Linked DNA regions of Arachis hypogaea: region 2 is linked to region 1. The links are chromatin contacts, called in public Hi-C maps. All regions are on one chromosome and are shown on one strand. Each heading gives the region's core, a stretch centred on a gene start, on an enhancer-like site or on the middle of the called end of the contact. The rest is flanking DNA. Distances are from core to core; before and after follow the strand shown.

Region 1 (3,832 bases), core at 587-3,086:
TACCTTCCACCTTGCGCATCCCTCCCTCGGCCGTAAGACGGCAAGGGATCAATGAGTGGCCAGTCACTCTCATCCTAATACCAAAGTTTCAATAGTACAAACATAAAATTGAAACAGTTAAAAAGAAAAACATTTGCATATCATATACCTGAGAGGCAAGGATGACAGCATCTTGGTGTAGGAATAGAGTGAAGTGGCTAGTGAGATTGAAGCTACCGGTTAACCATCTTCCGGGAGGAACAAAGAGTTGAGAGCCTCCAGTTGATGAGAACTGGCTCATATGATCTATGGCTGATTGAAAAGCCTTTGTGTTCAAAGTTGTTCCATCCCCAACACCACCAAAATCTGTGAGCGATGCACTGTAAGCTCTGCAGTTAACAGCACTGTACTCAAAGTAGTCCGAAATTGGAGCCTTGCGACTCTCTACCATGTTTAGACTTGGTGGAACAAACATAAGAACTAGTAGTAACAATAACAATGTATCCATGACCTGCCAAATTCACATTTCAAATAGTTTATACGCATTCAACAAAACGAATCAACATGCCTTGATTCCTAATGCTAAGAAAGAAACAAGAAGAGAGAAACGAATTTGTTATTGTTATTGTTATTGTACCTGAGGTTTTCTCGGAGAACAGATGCCGAGTTTAGACTTTAGATGTTGGTATGTTAACATAGAAAGACATTCTAGGTGTATATATTAGTGACATTGTTATAGGGCATTAACTATGTCACTTTCATTTATGCTTCCGGGTCCCATAAATCACATTTCTTATTTCTCATGTGATCAGTTGATATGGTTTTCTTTTATGTTGGCACATGATTGATAGGGGTAAAAGAGTTTGAGTGGAATACTTAACGGAATTACTGGATCTACAGTTACATATCGTAGTAGGAAATTACTAAGTTATAGAATGCATGTGAAAGCTTTTTTTTTTTGGAAGACTTTAAAATTATTGGGCTTCATAACTGACTAGTCTGACTCTTATGATTCTGAGAAATGTTTCGTGTGAACAACAATTTCATCGTCATAAAATTTTGTTTATGATTCACATTATAAGAATCCAAGTCTAATTTTTCATCTGCTCATCGGATTAGGTGTGAATGGATATAGAAGAAAAAATGGCATTATTACAAGGCCATTTCAGTCTTTGTACTCTTTGACATGTGGTTGTGGTTCCCTTGTACCCCACTCACTATAGCTTGTGTGTTGCCTCTGATCTGTTACGAGAGTGGAGTGGGCATGCCCTAGTCCTAGTCCTAGTGTGTCTTCAATTGGTGCCTTATCTTCCCACCAATTAAAAAATGGACACACATCACTTATCTCGCTCTATATCCATTTCAATGGTGCCCAAGCACACCAACCCGCCATTAACCTTCACAAGTTTCATATAATTATGCTAAATTGAGTGGAAATATGCTGTGGATGCACTAGTGTATGTTCCTGTCTTATTTACTAATGCTTGAAGTAGTAATAGATTAAGATTCCCTTGGCCTTGCCCAATTATGGGTATTGGCTGCGAAATAGTACCATTAATTAATTAATTTTAATCCAAAAGAACTGATTATTTTATTTTATTAAAATATTACTAGTTAGCCATGGCAAGGAGGGCCCGGAATTGTCACGGAACCTTGTCGCAATGTGCATAACGCATTATTATTATTAGTCACATACATCACCAAATCAAATATTTAAATAATTAACATCCATCCCGTGAATTTAAGTAATCGCAAAGAGCCAAAGACTACCCCATGATGCTGATGTTGCCATGGCTAACTCTTCACGAGCCTCTCTTCAATTTCTTGGAACAAAATTAGTTGGACCTCTCGCCTCAACAAAGAAGCATAGCCCGTGCATTTGCCCCTTAAAGAAAGGATTATTAACATGTCTTTTCAAAGCGAGAAAAAAAAATTAACCTTTTAAACCCCTTTTGTTTTTGGTCAAGTAGTAATAATGTTGAACTTGAAAGGTAACTGACTTTGCGAGTTAAAATTCACTAAGAAAAATCAAAATAAAGCGATGAGGTTAGCTACCTCAAAATGAAAAAGAATTTCATTTCCAAAAAACACTATCAACCCAATAATTTTAGTTTAGCAACCCAATAATATATTTTTAATTTATATTTTTAAATATTATTGACTAAATATTGATAAAAAAAATATATTTTGCTAGTCTTTTAGTATTTTTTTTTCTTGGAACAACGACTACAACTTTTTTATAAGTGACGGGGCCAAGGCCCAAAGGAAAGGAAACCTACTGCACTACAATTCTGCTGAACTTCATCTTGCTTGCATCAGTAAGAAGATGATGGAACAAACATGAAGGTGGCTGTTCCCAAACTTTAATTCCCGATTCATGTTCTTGTCCGAGTTTAGCAAGAGCATCAGCACAGAAATTCGCCTATCTGTAGATGTGTCTAACTTCAACATTTTCCATCCTCACCAAAAGCTCCTTGATAGAATGAATGAGGGAGGAGTTACTATGGATCTCCGGTGACATCTTCTGAGTCAGTGTTATAGTGCACTTTGAGTCTGATTCCACCACCAGCTTCCTAATACCCAGCTCAGATGCTAGTTTAACCCCAACATACATGCCCCAAATCTTAGCCATGGTAATGGTACAAATTCCAATGTTCATCAAGAAGCCGGCAATAGTGCGACCTGTCCAATCCCTAATGAGTCCTCCACAAGCGCCTTTACTGTCAGGTTGGTTAACCGACCCATCCACATTAAGTTTGGTCCAATTTCAATTTGGCGCCTCCTAACCAATAAACTCCTCTCTGGTAAGGCTTAGCAAGCCATTGCTCTTTTTCATAATTTTCATTGTGCCATTGTAATTCTCTGCCAATCTTTTTATCATTTGGAAAGTTGATTGTTTGGCAGAGTCTCGTTTCTGAAGATGAGGTCATTCCTGCACTTCCAAGTTATGTTGCAAGCTGTAACAAAAGTTATAGGCCACGGGGTCCCATAGTGCTTTCGAGAGACTAAGGAAAGGTTAGTACTGAGCCAATCTTGAAAAGATTAAGAGAAAAAAATGTCTTATGTGTCTCTGTTTACTATGCTAATCCATGCCATACGGATGTAGGGGCAATCACGTAGGACATGGAGCAAAGTCTCCTCCTTTTCGTAGCATCTTGGACAGTCACCATCTTTCGTGAGGTTTCTGAGCTTTCTCTTATGGTTGGTTAACAGAGCTTCATGCGTGAGGAGCCAACTGAAGGTTTTTAAACGTTGAGGTAATTTGATTTTCTAAAGTAGTTTGTGTAAGCTGCTGTTATTTCTTTTTTTTTTGTGAAATATACTTCATAAGCTGATTTAATAGAAAAATTGCCATCTGCTGCTGGTAGCCTGATAAACCACTATTTTATGGTTTATCTTGTGCTAATTTGAGTGATTTTTATCAACACTTTACTCACTTATTCATATGATTTCCATGATTTTACAATTCCTTCCCAATTTTATTCTATGGTTGAAAACTTGCTTCCTAGACATCTAAATTATATATTTTTAATTCCCCTTATACCATTTGATGCCGTGATCTGTGGGTTAAGTGTTTTCAGGCTTTATAGGGCAGCAATGGCTTAGAGGGTGGAGAGAAAGCTTGCAAGAATGGAAGGAACACAAGAAACTAAGGAGCTGACCGGTTAGAAACGACGCGTGCACGTACCTGACGCGTGTGTGCGAAAAGCGAGTTTGCACAGCGACGCGTGCGCGTACCTGACGTGTACGCGTAACATGCGCGACCTACAGAAATCACAGAAAACGCTGGGGGCGACTTTGGGCCGAGTTTGGACCCAGTTTTTGGCCCAGAAACACAGACTAGAGCCAGGGA
Region 2 (3,832 bases), core at 576-3,075, 860 kb after region 1:
AATTTCATATTCTACCTAATCCTACAGTTGATGTTATACACAACAAAAAAACAAAGCATAAAAGAAGAAATCCCATTTTGAGAAAGGCATTACCTTCAAGATACCCAAAACCTTGGAGACATCCTCCTTCATGAGCCTCTTCCTGATATCATTGCAGTACATAAGGCTCAAGGTCTCAATGTAAACCTCAACGTCGTCGCAGTCAGCGATCTCGACCAAGTAGGGCGTAGTTGGCCTAGGGTTCTGCTTGGTCCACCTGTCAGAGAGCTTGACGGCGAAGAACCTGCTGTGGGCAACAAGAATTTGGCGATGAACGTTCATGGAGACACTAAAGCCATCCTTGGAGGTGAGAGTGAGCTTGATGTCACTGGAAACGGCGTCGTTGAACTGGTTGCCGGGGCTGCGAGACCCCAAGAGCTCCGAAATCCGCTGCATCATTAGGGTTTGCCTGTCGAGAACGGGAACATGGGCTTTAGGGGGTTGGATCTGAGACTGAGAGTGAGGCCTGTGGTGGCTCGCAGTGTCGGGCTCGCTGGCCATCATCTCGAAGAGTGTGGGGCTGGATCGGGTCTTGTCGGGCGGAGGGGACATTGGGTTCAGGAGGCCCGCCGTCAGTGCGGAGTTGAATTTCGTGAAGCTGGAAGGGAAGGGGTCCGAGTGCCCGTTGCTGCCCGTTGGGGATGCCTGGATGAAGTCCATGATTGGGGAGCACCGCCCCGGCGAGAACCGAATCCTGTAGTCGGAGGATGGACTGGGAGAGGGAGTGTCCTGGGCCTGGGCCTGGGCCTGGGCAGAGGTGGAGATGGTGGTTTCTCGGCACTTGCGACGTTTGGGTTTGATGGGTTGGTTTTGTAATTTGAGGAGAGATGTTGTTGTTGCTGCTGCACTTGTTGTTGTTGTTGTTGTCGCTGCCATCTAATGCCTTTGAGGAGGATCTTGTCCTTTTGCTTAGGGCATTGGCATCAGAGCTGCTCAGACACACCACACAAGAGTGAGAGAATGAGACTCATAAATGGCGGTGGACACGAGGAGTGTCTCGTATGACTCAGATAAATCAATTCTAAAATTACCTACAACAAACAATTAACTGTATTCCTTTTATATTTTATATGGTTGATGACCGTAAAGTACACTCTCTAGAATACTATACATTGATGTAGTTTGTACGTACATGAAATGCAATCCGATTGATTTTGGGGCTGGGGGATGAATGGATTGGGTTACAGATAAACTCACATGCCCAACTAACAAATAACAACCATATGTATTCAATAAAGACTCTCATTAATTAATGGATAAACGCCTGGGTATCACTTTTAATCTTCGGATGCTGCCTTTACAAATTACAGCAACGGAACTAGTAGATAGATCCCAATGCTTATACTACATGATTATTAGCACCTTTACTCGATGGACTGTACTAAGTAAACGTGAGTATTAGTAATCATGATGTGATGTCCAGTGTTTAATAAGTAATAACACCTAATAATTTTTTTTATTATTCCTGCGGTCAGCTTTTCTTCCCGTAAAAGAAAATACAGCAAGTTAAAAAAGCTTTGTCTTTCATCATCACATCACCATCATTCTAATTCCGCATATAATTTCTCTTCTTTTCAAGCCACCTTCAACATACCTGTTATGGTCCTTCCTTCACATAATAACAAGTTAACAACTCACGAAATAATTAATCCGAGATAATATGTGTCCAATATTATGATTGAGATTGGATTTGTGTGATGCACCGCAAAAATGGGAATGTGTATAATGTCATGAATATCAATTGGTACTGCTTACCACTTTAATCTTGCTGTCGATGGTGTCTATCCAAATTGGAGATGTAACAAACACCATGACCATTTATGTATGACTAATTAATGATATCACGGCTTGAAATGTCGCTATCCCACTCTTGCTTTATTTACCATCTCTTTAAGGCAAAAATGCTTTGCTTTGCTTATGATGTGTGTGTCCATGCATGATGCCATCCATGTGTGAGAATGTCCTATTCTTTATCTCATTGGGGAAGCAAACTAACAAGTAACAAATTCAAAATCCAACTTTACTAGAAGAAGGCTTTCTTCTTCTATGGACCACAGCATATGTGGGTGTGGGTCCCTAAGCACAGAACACATACATAAGACAGCTACTCTTTCATCTCCATTTTAAAAACTCTCGTCACAATAATATAAAAATGGGCCCTTACCCACAATGGTAATCACATCAGCCCAATAATTGTATTTTTTGTCCGCATTTTTACATATGGGCAGACCAGAAACAGAGCGCGGTATAATCTGAGGGGAAAAGAAAAACTGAGCTAAAAATATCCATGCTTTTGTTCTTTTATATATTTTTTTTATTTGATAAAAATATACGTACTGCTATTGTATTTTTCATGAATTAGAATTTTAATTTACCCCTTTTCTTGCCTGTTGACAATCACCAAAAGTATATATGAAACTAAATTAAATAAATATCATGTCACAATAATGAAAAATACTAGCAGATACACGATAAAACATGCATCGCAGCTATTTTATTTACCACAAATTACATTTAAAACTGGTAGCTACGAAAAAGAATTAACTTTTGAAAAAGAATCTTAGGGGCTTACATGTTAAAAATTAAATTCTACTATTTTTTTTCTTTTGTCATATAACAGTTACACACATTCTATTAATGGTTCATCTACGATTTTTAGTGAGATTTGAACCACGATACAGCATTTTAAGAGGCATGATTATGGATCACTAAGTTAAGCCTCAGCTGTAAATTCTACTATTTTAGTTTCTTTAAAATTTTGCATTTTTGTTTGGGTTGTCGGCCTTAAGTTTTTTTCTTCCAAGTAAGGCCCATCTACCGAACTCATCACTTTTATGGATTATTATTTTAAATAGTTGTTAATCGCGACAAAAAAAAAGGGTTGTAGTTGATGGCTATCACTGTAAGTAGAAATTAATTCACTTGCAGTTATTATTTAGTTTGAAAAAAATCGATTTATTTATACAAATAGTTTAATTAAAAAAATTAATTTAAATTAGACCAAACAATTATTTTTATTTTTTTTTTCGTTACGCTCCTGAAATTCGATCTCTTCTAATTTTTCATAACTAATATAAAAGCTAGGGTAAAAAAAATAAGTCATGGAGAGAAAGAAATTACATGAATCAACCAAAACGAAATTTGATTCACGAATCAATCAATGCACAAATATATGTAGTTCGAATCAAACCGTTTCGAATTTGGATTGGATGTAATTCGAATTGAGCTACTTCGAATTACATGTAAAGTTGAAACACACATAATTTGAATTGAGTCAATTCGAATTACTATGAAACCTGAACAAAGCATAATTCGAATTGAGTTGGTTCTAATTACTCCTATGTAATTCGAATGATGTTGATTCGAATTACACATTGTACAATAAGATACTAGAAAAAATATTATATAACATAAAAAAATATACTAAAAGAAGTATAAAATAAGATTATACTAAATTAATTTTAGTATAAAATTTTTATATATTATTAAAATTTAACTTCTATTAGTACATTGAATTAAAAATAACATATAAAAATGTACTTGTATTTATTAAATTTTAGTAATATATAAAAATTTAATGACTTTTTAAATATTCTTTTTATAATAGGAGTACATTTTTATATACTTTAAATACTTTATATAAAAATGTACTTATATTTATCATACAAAAATAAAGTGTTGTGCTAATATAATAATATTATAACATTTTAAATCAATTTTTTTCTAGGATTTTAAATTAAAAGCAGCACATGAAAAAGCATTATTGGTATTTTAAAGCTAACTTAATTAAAAA

The links. Hi-C and Micro-C count contacts between places; a contact is called where the count stands out from the background.
Region 2: a Hi-C map of leaf shows a contact between it and region 1, with 3 times the contacts expected there. The contact joins the promoter of LOC112790865 here to the promoter of LOC112790857 in region 1. A contact is called at or near these places in 2 of 8 Hi-C or Micro-C datasets (both in leaf).

Annotation. Positions count from the first base shown.
Region 1 is chr3:107,497,322-107,501,153 of arahy.Tifrunner.gnm2.J5K5, forward strand. LOC112790857 (probable polygalacturonase) reads right to left here and starts at 1,837. Exons shown (of 6, transcript XM_025833453.2): 1 at 617-1,837; 2 at 149-490; 3 at 1-74. The coding sequence starts at 676.
Region 2 is chr3:108,353,612-108,357,443 of arahy.Tifrunner.gnm2.J5K5, forward strand. LOC112790865 (BTB/POZ domain-containing protein At1g63850) reads right to left here and starts at 1,826. Exons shown (of 3, transcript XM_025833463.3): 1 at 94-1,826. The coding sequence starts at 915.